Linked DNA regions of Sus scrofa: region 1 is linked to region 2. Evidence: chromatin contacts called from public Hi-C data. All regions are on one chromosome and are shown on one strand. The core of a region is the stretch at or near the end of the contact, and the rest is flanking DNA. Distances in the headings are between cores, read along the strand shown.

Region 1 (6,372 bases), core at 3,851-6,350, 96 kb before region 2:
GGTGTCCCGCTCCCCTCCCTCCCCTCCCCCAATCTGGCCTCCCCCTCCGCACCTTCTCACCTTAAATTTCAGCCCATCCCCAACACGTCCCACCCCTTCTTTGCTTGATTTTTTCCCTTAACTCTGCTTCTTATTTAGCACACTCTGTATTTTACCCACACTTTATCTGTTTATAGTCAGTCTGCCACTAAGATGTGGGTTTCACAGGGGCAGAAGTGTCTGCTTTGTTCCTGCTGGGACCTCAATAGCTAAAGTAGTACGTGATACGAACGGGCTTAGTAAATAGTTGCAGAATGCATGAGGCTAGTAGTTAATTCCAGGGATCCAGGGCTGATAGACGTGTTGGGGGTAACTCATGCTCCTCGCTGGTCTGTCTGCTCCCCAAGTGGCCTCAGGCTTCAGCCTGTCCTGTGGGTCACAGCTCTCCCCCAGCTGGGGGATGTCGGGATGGAGCTGTAACTGAAGAACAGTCTTTCTACCCAGCCCTCTTTCTGCTCGAGGCCCAGAGAAGGGCACCAGCTGGCCAGAGTCACACAGCAGCAAGCCTCTGGACTTCTCACAGAGGGCTCACGGGCCTTGTTTTGAAATATTTTGAAACGTGCCCTTGCACCCTTCTGCCTGACAGATGGGAGGCTTGGTCATGGACTGCACGGAGTTCCCTGGCTGGTCTGTCATTTACCAGAATGACTTACCTACTGGACAGGAAGGAGATAATCAAGTGTAAATAGATTTTGTATTAGTCACCCGATGACTTTCCTGTTCTTGAGAAACAGCCCAGCTCACACACACGCCCAGCCCAATGGTGTTCACCTGCTGAGCTCCAAGCCCAGGGAGGCCCCGTAGGGAGGGGAGTGGGAAGCCCAGGTTTCCATGGTGACCAGGGGGCCCAGACGGGCAGTTGCTTCCTGTTCTCTCACCACACATGCCCCTTGCCCTTTTGACCCTTGACACTGAGCTTGTCCAGCCTTTCAGGAAAGTTGCAGCAGGACTGAAAGAGGCCACGGAAAGCTGACAGTCATTGACAGGGCACCTGCTGTGGGCTAGACCTCGGTCCCTGCCCTCCAGGTGCCCATGTCTGATGTGGGGGGTTGACAAGGACCTAGACAAGCTCTGCTGTCTATAGTATAAAACAAGCCAAGCAGAGCGATGCTGGAAAGAGAACAGAGGAAGGGGTGGTCCGGCTCCTGAAGACCAGTGTGGGCTGCACAGAGAGGGGACATTGAGCAGAGACATACATGACGTCTTGACTCACAGTGGCCTTGCCTGCCATTTACCTTAAATTTCAGCCCACCCGAAACACGCCCCCCCCACCGCCTGCCCCAATCTCTGCTTGATTTTCTTCCTTAACTCTGTTCCTTATTTAGCATACCCTATATTTTACTCACACTTTATCTGTTTATAGTCAATCTTAGTGCTGCTGCTAGGTGTGGCTTTCACATGGGCAGAAGTGTCTGCTTTGTTCCTGCTAGAAGCTCAGTAGCTAAAGTATGATGTGGCACAAAGTAGGGGCTGAGTGAATAGTTGTTGAATGCATGAGACTATTAGTTAATTGCAGGGACCCAGGGCTGGCAGATAGACATGTTGAGGCCGCCTTAGGAGCCCAGAGACCTCCCCTCCTCTGAGGAGGAGTGCCACATCTGGAAAGCCCGAGTTTAACCGGTTACTAAATGGGTCAGGGAGTTCCCAATGTGGCTCAGTGGAAACAAATCTGACTAGTCTCCATGAGGTTGCAGGTTTGATCCCTGGCCTCCCTCGTGGGTTAAGATCCAGCGTTGCCGTGAGCTATGGTATAGGTCGCAGACGTGGCTTGGATCCCACGTTGCTGTGGCTCTGGCCTAGGCCGGCGGCTACAGCTCCGATTGGATCCCTAGCCTGGGAATCTCCATATGCCTTGTGTGTAGCCCTAAAAAGACCAAAAAAAAAAAAAAAAAAAAAAAAGAACCTAAATGAGTTGTAAGTAGAAAAGGAGCTGGCTTGGCCTCTGGGTGGGGTTGGGTGGGAGTCGGGCAGGAGGCCCTGGGTGCCTTGCTCCGTCTTGGAGACCAGTTCTGTCTCCAGGTGGGGGGCTGCATGGAGGTGTCTGGTTGTGCCTCTTTTCCCTGCCCCCTCCCTGGCCGAGAGCTCCTAGAAGGAGGGAACTGGGTCTTAACCGTCCTCATGTCTCCTCTGGGCCCAGGACATGTTTACCAGTTGAATGAATGAGCCCAGGAATACAAGTCTATGTGGAGAATAAATGAATGAAAAGGAAGCAAACAGTTAATAGCTACTTTCTGTAAACAGCTCTTCCCATTCTGCCAAGATACAGTTGTCTGAAGTCACAGGACCTTAGCCAGGGAGCACATTGCACCATGTGTGTTGGTTCTTTTCTGTGCTCTAGAGGCTGAGCAGTGAACAAAGCAAAGTCCCTGTCCTTGTGAAGCTTTCACTCTGGGTGCAGGATTGCAGGATCAAAGGGGAGTGTTATATAACTGTGACTCCTGTGAACTCACTTCTGGGGGCTCTGGTACGGGGACATCTGTATCCCAGACACTCTGCAGCCTCTGGTCACTGCAGCTCAAGGGCTCCTCTCAGAGGGGCTTGTCCCCAGATCCTTGGCCACCTTCGGGAGGTAGGATGGTCTCCGTGCTGTCTTCAGGATGTGAGGACACAGGCCTGGCCCAGTGGCTGGCAGCTGTGTTCCTCTCTCTCAGTAGCCTCAGTGCAGGAGCACAGACTCTGGGGGTTGTCATGGATTCTCCCAGAGCAGCGAGTACCATCCATGTGCTGGTACTCCTAGGTGTGAGGGTCTAGACCCCCAGGAATGCAGCCCCTAACTCCTCTCCCTCTCCCAGCAGCCGTGAGAGAAATGGGCATCCTTCCAAAGGTAGAAGTGCAGGAATGGGGGTTAGAGGAGCTCACCCCCACCCCACCCCTGCCCCTTGCCCTTCGGAATCCCAGAGAGACATGAAACGATCTGAAACTGATGGGAATGGCTCTCTAGAAGTAGACTCAGGTTCATCAGCAGCACGGTTCCTGGCAACTTCTGCCCGCCCACCAGCCCGCCTCCTGTGTGGGAAGAGCATGCAGGCTGTGGGGAAGCACCACCCATCCTGAGCAGGTTAGGAAGTTGTTAGGAAGTCGTGCCCGCCTGTGTGCGTAGGATGCCTTATAGCAGAGAAGCAAGAGGCAGGGAGACTGGTTCTGTGGTTCTGTGGCTACAACAGTCATCCAGGCCAGGGGGCTGAAGCCAGAGCCAGGGCCGTGGCTGCAGGGTGCTGCAGGCGTGAGTGGGTGGGTGGGGTGGAAGAGCCTGCCAGCCTAGGGGTGCAGTGGGTGCCAGGGAGGGAGGCGCTAGGATCCTGGTGAGTGGGAGGATGAGCGCGTCAGTTCCCCAGTGGGGACTGTCCTGCCCGAGAAGGGGAAGGAAGGTTCTTGAGTGAGGATTCAGTGGGTTCAGATGTGTACCCTTGCATTCTGGTGTTCAGAGGAGGGCCATGGGGCTCCAGTGGGCTTGGGGCCCTGGGGAGAGGAGCTGATTGGCAGGGGCTGACGAAGGGACAGCAGGCCACAGTTTCTGCCCCTCCAGAAACCTGAGGACGGAGATGGAGTGATTTGCCCCACACCCTGTTATTTGACTAATTAATTAGTACCCTTCTCTAACTAGGGCTCAGGTTGGCTTTCTGGAAGTTCGTAATGATGGCAGAGGGCTGTATTTAAAGGACGCTTTTTATAGATTATGCCGGGAAGCTCCCTAAGGCTCTGGGAGGAAGCGGTGTCATTATTTCCATCTTGCAGGTGAGAAAGCTGAGTCATGGAGGCTCACTGGAACTGTGCCCAATGTCAGGCCCCTTTCTCCCTGTGGGGTCAGTGCCTGGCCGGGCGGGGGAGGGATGCCGAGTAACAGTAGGTTTGTGCTTTTTTGATGTGGCCTTTCATTCGGCTGGTTAACTTGGCAGGTGCCTAAAGTCCAGGCCTCCTCCTCCTCCTCTTCCCTCTCCTCCTCCTCCCAGGTAGTCCTGCCTTTCAGCTCTTTCACCTGGTTTAGTCTGTGTGTTTTAATGTTGTACTCTGCTTCCTTTTCCGTCCTTTTTCAAAACTGTGAGCATAGGGAGTTCCCTTTGAGGCTTCGTAGTAACGAATCCAACCAGTATCCGTGAGGACATGGGTTCGATCCCTGGCCTCGCTCAGTGGGTTCTGGATCTGGTTTTGCCATGAGCTGTGGTGTAGGTCACAGATGCAGCTCAGATCCTGTGTTGGCTGTGGTGTAGGCCGGCAGCTAATTCAACCCCTAGCCTGGGAACTTCTATATATCGCACATTTAGCCCTAAAAAAAAATTTTTTTTTAACTGAGCATAAATAAATAAAATGCCACTTTTATCTCCCTTCCAGAATGCAGGCTTCTGATTGTACATGGTGACCTAAAAAATGATGCATTGGAGAAGGGGTCACCTCCTGGTATCTAAGCCTTACTGTGGGTCCTCCCTGGTGGGGCCCCACAGTGCTGATACAGTGTTACCACAACGTGTTGCAATTTATCTGCTGGGTTGGGGGCCCCTGGAGGGCAGGGACCACAGGGTTTGGAACTCTTGCCCTCAGACTGTCAGTGCTCTATGTTTGACATGTTGGCCTGGAACTTTCCAGTGGAGAATGTCCCCAGGTCAGAATGTGCTGTTGGGGTGGAGTGTTGTGCAATGATAGGTAACCTCTTCCCCCAAGATTACGGGCTTTGCCCTCCCGAGCTGGGTTTCAAGTCCCCAGCCAGCTCACCCCTCGGTCCTGGCCAGCTCACCCATGTCCCTCTCTCTGACCCTGGGCTCAGCTCACCGCCTGTGCCTTGGTAGGTTCACTCCCCTCGCCAGGCCTCAGGTCTCTGTGCAGGGACTTGGATATACACTCATGTCGCTGAGCTCCAGCCACAGAGCTCTCCAGATTGGGGGTCCTTCCAGTCCACCCTGTCCTCTTTGTCGCCCTCCCTTGGCCCCTGGATTTGCCGGCTGCCTCTCCCTCTCCCCCTCGAGCTGGGTGCCCGAGTGTCTGAGCCCTCATCTCCCTCATGTGACCAGCCTTCCTCATGCCTTTCTTCAGCACCAGCCTCCCTGCCAAAGCTGGGGCACCTCTCACCCACCTGACCTTCCCAGCCAGCTGGCCGGCACAGTGCCGAGTTGGGAGAGTCTGCTGCTGTCCACTTCACTGCCCTCCTGCTTGGCGCCTTCACTCCTGCTCTGCCTTCCCATCTAACCCCAGCCTGCCTGCTCTGTCAGCTCAGGGTCACCTTCCCTTGAAGCCTTTCCATCCCCCATAACCAGCATTTTTCCCCCAAACTCCGTGGTTCTCATTCAGAACTGACCATCAGCACCTGTCAGGGACCTCGCCTGCCAGAGCTTCCTCCTCAGCCTCCCTAAGGCCCAGGGAGGCAGGACGTGGGTTGTGTCCATTTTACGGGTGAGAAAGCAGGTGCACGGGCTGGAGTGACAGCCAGGGGCCATGAGGAGGATGGTTCTGGTGTCCTGGGAGCTGTGTTCCAAGGCCAGGCAGGGGCGGGGCAGGTGCTCAATGGGATGGGGGAGGACCCCTGGCTGGGGGGACACCACGGGTCTGAGGATGGTGGAGGCGGGGCAGACGGGATGGATCCGTGGGAGCCAGCTCCCACCTTCCTCAGTGACAAAAAGCAGAAACCTGAAGGGTCGCTCCAGCAACAAAGTTGCAGCCCAGCAAAACTGAAAAGCAGTGCCCCCCTCACTCTACCGCCACCTTCCTTGGCCTCTTCTAGGACTTTATCCCTGTTCCTTAGCTCAGAGCTGCTTCTGCAGAGTGTCTGCTAAGGAAAGAGTTAATGTTGGGCCCAGCTGCTCTTAGAGGAAAAGGCATGGGGTGCCAGAGCCTGTAAGGTAAAGGAGGGGCAGCCCTGCCCTTCAAGGTGAAGCCAGGAGGGGGCTTTGTCCAGCATCTGTTGAGCAGCTGTTGTGCCGGGAGTTTTGAGCCCACCTGGGGCTGCCCCCTGGAAGGCCTTTCCAGTGGGAGGTGGCACGTGCCGTGTAACTGCATCATTCGTTGAGGATGTCAGGTGTGGGCATAGCAGTGAGTACCTGGGGGCTGCAGGGGAGGGTGTGGTCTGGTTTTCTTGGGTTGGGGACTGTAGGTTAGAACAGACTGCTTGGAGTTACCATCGTGGCTCAATGGAAACTAATCTGAGTAGCATCCTTGAGGGCTCAGGTTCGATCCCTGGCCTCGCTCAGTGGGTTAAGGATCTAGCATTGCTGTGAGCTGTGATGTAGGTCACAGACTCAGCTTGGATATGGTGTTGTTGTGGCTGTAGTGTAGGCTGGCAGCTACAGCTCCGATTCGACCCCTAGCCTGGGAACCTCCATATGCCATGGATGCGGCCCTAGAAAG
Region 2 (5,670 bases), core at 2,701-5,200:
ATTTATTTTTATTTTTTTTTGTCTTTTTGTCTTTTCTAGGGCTGCACTCGCAGCATATGGAAGTTCCCAGGTTGTGGGTCGAATTGGAGCTGTAGCCGCCGGCCTACGCCAGAGCCACAGCAATGCGGGAGCTGAGCCACATCTACGACCTACACCACAGCTCACAGCAATGCCGGATCCTTAACCCACTGAGCGAGGCTGGGGATCAAACCCGCCGCAACCTCATGGTTCCTAGTTGGATTCATTAACGACTGAGCCGTAAGGGGAACTCCCAGAATATCACTTTAGAGCTGTTGTTTGCCCAAAATTGTCTGAGAAGAATCACCGGAGGCTTGTTTTAGACATAGGCCAACTGGCCTCTCCCTGGGAAATTCTGATTTCACAGTAGGTCGGCTTTTCAATCTGTCAAGGGCATACAAGCCCCAAAGGACAGCCTCGTGGAGGAGCTCTGTAGGCAGTGAGGTCAGGGTCAGGGAAAGCAACAAGAAGCCCCTGCGTAAGCTGAGCCATTAAGGGGGAACAGGACTTTGCCACGAAGCAGGCAGGGCCTCTGAGGTGCAGAGGACAAAAGGTACACCGGGAAGCGAAAGTTCAGGGGAGGGAACCGGTAGCAGCTGGCCTGTGGCTGGAGCCTAGGGGTGTGAAGGGGTGTGAAGGGGAGTGACGAGATAGGCTGAGAGGATTGCAGGGGCCTGGGAAATGTGACCTAAAGGGAAAGGAAGGTCAGTGACCTCCGACTAGCAAAAGAAAACCGGCAGGTGACCTTATCTGGGCAGAGCCACTCACGGTAGCCAAGAATCCAATGACGACAGCGTGAGCAAAATTCTTTTTGTGGACATAACGGTCCATGGAGCCTGAGTGCACTAGACAAGTTTCTCGAAAGCATTTTGGTGACAGGGGAGTGGGAATAGAAGGTGCTCAAGCAAAGATCCATCAGCAATATTCCCATGGTCCTTTTTCCAAGATCTCAGACCCTCTCCACCAGCATTATTTATTTATTTATTTTTTTAGGGCCATAGGTGCAGCATATGAAGGTTCCCAGGCTAGGGGTTGAATCAGAGCTACAACTGCCGGCCTACACCACAGCCACAGCCACAGCAACATGGGATCCGAGCCGCGTCTGTGACCTACACCGCGCAGCTCACGGCAACGCTGGATCCTTAACCCACTGAGCAAGGCCAGGGATCGAACCTGTATCCTCATGGATAGTACTTGGGTTTGTTTCTGATGAGCCACAGTGGGAAGGCCCTCCACCAGCATTTTATTTGGGCAAACACCCTTTCTGCCAAGCCCTGAGTTGGAGGGCCAGAAACAAGTCAGACAGCTCTGCCCTTGTGCGAAAGGGAGACACCTTCATGAATGGTTATGACATAGGGAAGATGTTAGAACAGCTCCAAACTTTGTGCTGTGGGAAGGCAAAGGCCAAGAAAAACCATCTTTGCCTGGGGTTGAACAGTGAATGCTGTTGGGGGGAGAAGGAGAAGGGCCTTAAAGGGCTAACATGTTTGACAGCTGAGAATGGATGGTGAGAAAGGGGAAAAAGGCTTAAGTGACAGGAGGATTTGCAAAACACGGAGAAACTGAGCATGGCTGAAGCAGAGAATGTAGCTGGGGATGTGGTGGAGAGACAGGCAGAGGGGGTAGGATGCCGAGAGCCCGTGAGCCAAGGCAAGGAGTTTGGATTTGCTGGGAGAGTGGGGGAGAGGGAACCATTGGAAATTTTTAAACTGAGGAGTGAGATGATCAAAGCTGGGTTAGAGGATATTCTCTGACAGCTGATATGGAGGCTGGAGGTGTGCAGAACAGTTTAAGAGACTGAAGAATGAATGTAAGAATGAGTGGGTGAGGACAGAGAAATGAAAGGTTAATTTTATGATGATTCCTGAATCAGAAAACAGAGGGTTTTGTTTTTTGTTTTTTTTCCTTTTCTAGGGCTGCTCCCTCGGCATATGGAGGTTCCTAGGCTAGGGGTCTAATCAGAACTGTAGCTGCCGGCTTACACCAGAGCTACAGCAACGCGGGATCCGAGCCACATCTGCGACCTACAGCACAGCTCACGGCAATGCCACATCCTTAACCCACTGAGCGAGGCCAGGGATCAAACCCACAACCTCATGGTTCCTAGTTGGATTCCTTAACGACTGAGCCATGACGGGAACTCCAGAAAACAGAGGTTTTGACCTCCAACATTCATATGCCCAAGAAGAGCCAAATAAGCATGTAGGAGGGTTCTGACAAGGAACCCAGTGCTGGAGGGGCAGGGGCCTGCGCTGTGACCTACAGCATAAAAGAAACAGACTGGCTGGGCTCCAGACATGAGTGTTCCTATCAGCTTGGGATTTCCTGACTCTTTTGAGTCTTTTGTGCCCCAATTGTGTGTTTAATTTCAATCTCTGCCTCCTCTTCGGGTTTTACCCTAGGAGAAGAACCTCTCCATTCTAATTTGAAATGAATTATTTATGCTTATGAACACACTGGCTGCCTGCCTGGTTTATTTATTTTTTGAATAATACAGCTGATTAGGGATTCACACAAGACAGGGCAAACATAATTCCAACGTAAATGCCCTTCCCCAACTGCTGCCCAATTTTTAATCACTCCAAACTACTGTGTGGCCTGGTCATTATCCTGTGGAGCCTGAAATCTATCCCCGAACCCTAATCAGATGCCCGGTGCCTGCACTTGAAAGTCAAGATCTGCCCTATCAGACCTCACCACCTGTCCTTGACAACCTTATCTCTTGCCACTATGAGTTTCTCCACTCATCCAAATTCCATTCATTCATCCTCCAAGGCCCAGTTCAAACGCCTCCACCCTGTGAAGCCCGTCCTGGTTGTCCCTTAAGGGAAGAAGCCCCTCATGCATATAAACTTCCAGAGTTTTTGTTTTTATATCCTTACTTGGATTCTAAGTTCCCCCCAAGAGAGTTCAGGTGAGGACGATGGCACACAGTAGGTACCTCTGGAGAGTGTGTGGTGAAATTAGGTAGCATGGTTTCCCACACCCCAAGAAGCTGTTTATCAGGCCAGCTCAGGCAAACTGGACACAATTTTGGAGTCAATATCTACAAAATGCTCTCAGGGGAAGTGACCAGGGAGAGCCATCAACCTATACCCATACCCTGACCAGTGTTTCATGCCAGGTGAGTTGCCTATTTGACAAACCCCACTTAAAGAGCATACACCTCACAGATCTGATGAGCCTCCTGTAGAGCCTCACTCTCCTTCAACGCCTCACATCTGCGTGCCTTCCAGTATATAAGGTAGAGTCAGATCATTGCTCCCAGTGCTTGTTACAGGGGCCAAGGGCTGCATGTAAGGCAGGTGTTACTTTTCAGGATCTGGGGCTCAGAGACATGTCCAAAGTCACTCCCAGGAAGGGTCAGGACTATGATTTGACTTATGCCTCTTAATTCTCAGTGCAGTGGCATTCAATGCGTGCAAGTTGTTTGAGGTTGAAAGGAAACAGGGTTTTTAAATGACTTGTATAGTCTAAAGCACACACAGGTGTTCTGTGACCTGCAGTAATAGCAGCTGACAATATGCCACTCCGAGGGTTCAATGAAAGCTAACCAAGGCTACAAGGGGAGGGAGGCGGAGACTTTCAAGGCCTCAGCAAAGGCGCGCTTGCAACCCACAACTGTCAGTACCCAGGGGTCCTCCCGGCTACCAAGCACTAGAGAACGCGTTGGCTGTTTCTGGTACGGCAAGGCCACCGTAGGGCACCCACGGTATGGCATTCCATCCAGCGGAATCTCAAAGCCCTACGACAGATGTGATGGGTGACCCCCCAAGTGCCTTCGCTCGCCGCACAGCTGCCAGGGGTGGGCAGGCGTCCCCTCACCCTCCGCAGGTTTAGAGGGAGGCAGCGCGGCGTAGTCTCCCTCACGTGACCGGGCTCGGCAGCGTCCAGCGCGTCACGCCCCGCCCCGAGCTCTGGGGTCGGTCAATGTCTGCGCCTGCGCCGGCGCCGGCTGGGCTCGCGGGCTGGCCTACCTGCGGGCGGGCGGCTACCGGGCGCGGAGCCGGGCCCGCGGCGATGGGTGAGTGTGGGAGGCGGGTGAGAGGGAAACGCGGGGCTCCCCCGGCCTCAGCAAGGAGTGCCTGGAAGCACGAAGGAGGGTCCGAGGAGGCCGTCTGCCGCGTCCTCTGGCCCACCTACCCCTCAGCGCGCGCGCGCGCACTGCGTCCCCTCCGCCCCACGGCGCGCCCCGCCACTGCCGCTCGTGCCCTCCCGGGTGGGGCCTGCAGCCGCAGGGGCCGGCGGCCGCCGGGTTTCGCTGAGCCAGGGGCGCTGTCCGGCTGCCGGAAAGAGCTTTTCCGGTGGAGGAGGCAGCGCGCTCTTTTGGGCGCGCCTGGGGCGGGGAGGTGCCTTCTGCCGCGCACCTAGAGCGGGGCGGGAAGGGTTCTTGCTTTGCCTGCGCGGGAGGGGAGCGGCGCCGGCACTGCGAATGGGCCCCGGACCCCTTATTCTGTCCGGTGTCAGAGACGGAAGGGGCTTTGGCGAACCCACCACCCTCCCCTCCCTCTTATCACACACTGGGGAAATGGACGCCTGGAGAATGGTAAGTTCAGCCGCACAACCAGACAATGCTTATTCTGCGACACCATGTTGCTTCGCGTTGTAGGAAACTTGTAGTACGAGGCTTTTTTTTTGGTCTGGTGGTGGTGATGGGATTATGTTGTTAATTGTAAATTTGTACCAATTATTGGGTATTAAGCTTATCTAAGTGGGGCGTCTTAAAGGCTATATTTACCCTTTTTTTGGCCCTATAACTGTATACAGCTGGTCTTAATCCCCACCTTCTGTTTCACTACGTGCAAGCTGTGAAACAGAAGCCCTTAGAGTAACGGTAGTGACCTTGCCAATCTGAGCTTCCTCTGTACTTGTTTTTGAAAGGGTTCCGTGAAAGCAAAAGGTTCTAGGACTGGTTAGGTCCGCGGGTGATTTCAGAGCACAGGTTAGGCGTTTTGGATCTGGAGTCACCTTGAGTGCATCTCAGGCAAAGATCACAAGCAGTCTCTTTAAAAAGCAGTGGACTTACCTGGTCTTTCCTTTGGTAGATTAAGCCCAGAGAAGTGGATTTTTAAATCATAGACATTGCTTTAAATTTATAGTGGCAAGATAGTGACCACTGGATCCCAGGTTTATCTTATGTGAATGCTGACTCAGACCTGCTGACTTGTAGGAGTTAACATCCTTGGAGAATTACAGTTGCCTTCTCCGTAGTTTTTGTACAAAGACCTTTGTGCTGGGTTCACAACTGTGTCTTATCCATGTGGGCTATAAATTATGGTGAGCATTTAGATTACACTGTTTTCTTTTACCATAAAAGTTTGACACTTGGAGTTGCTTGAAAGTCATCTTGATTAACTTTGCCTCCTTATGCTGACATAGGTCGAGTGTTTTAGGTAGCAGGCAATGTAAAATTATGGTATATATATGTTGCAATAAATTGGAGTGAATTATCCATGTTAAAGAATTTAAATATGTAGATCAGTTTAGCAAAGAAATTTAGTCATGTTCAAGTATAAATATACAAAATTTTTAATTTCATCGCTACAGAATACTCTGTACACTATCCTTCCTTCTCCTGGCTAAATTAAGAACCTGTTTACACTATCTCCTTATCTAGGAAGAAATGAGAGGGAAAGCTTTAAATCTGTAAAG

What was found. A called contact is a pair of places that touch in the nucleus more often than the background predicts.
Region 1: a contact with region 2 is called in a Hi-C map of liver, with 2.0 times the contacts expected there. The contact joins the enhancer-like site here to the promoter of SLC25A51 in region 2. A contact is called at or near these places in 1 of 5 promoter capture datasets (liver), 5 of 47 Hi-C or Micro-C datasets (embryonic fibroblasts, epiblast stem cells and liver) and 1 of 2 datasets of contacts at active chromatin or transcription factors (skeletal muscle).

Annotation. Positions count from the first base shown.
Region 1 is chr1:238,761,834-238,768,205 of Sscrofa11.1, reverse strand. The region is part of intron 2 of SHB (SH2 domain-containing adapter protein B); the gene reads left to right. Among named protein-coding and RNA genes, the nearest start is that of SHB, 61 kb to the left of the region's middle. Within about 2 kb of position 5,100, at least 11 of the 83 cell types and tissues checked have an H3K27ac peak or open chromatin away from gene starts, as enhancers often do. A contact at or near this core is called in liver, where this site is marked.
Region 2 is chr1:238,665,708-238,671,377 of Sscrofa11.1, reverse strand. It overlaps SLC25A51 (solute carrier family 25 member 51), which reads left to right and starts at 3,950. Exons shown (of 3, transcript NM_001258408.1): 1 at 3,950-4,042.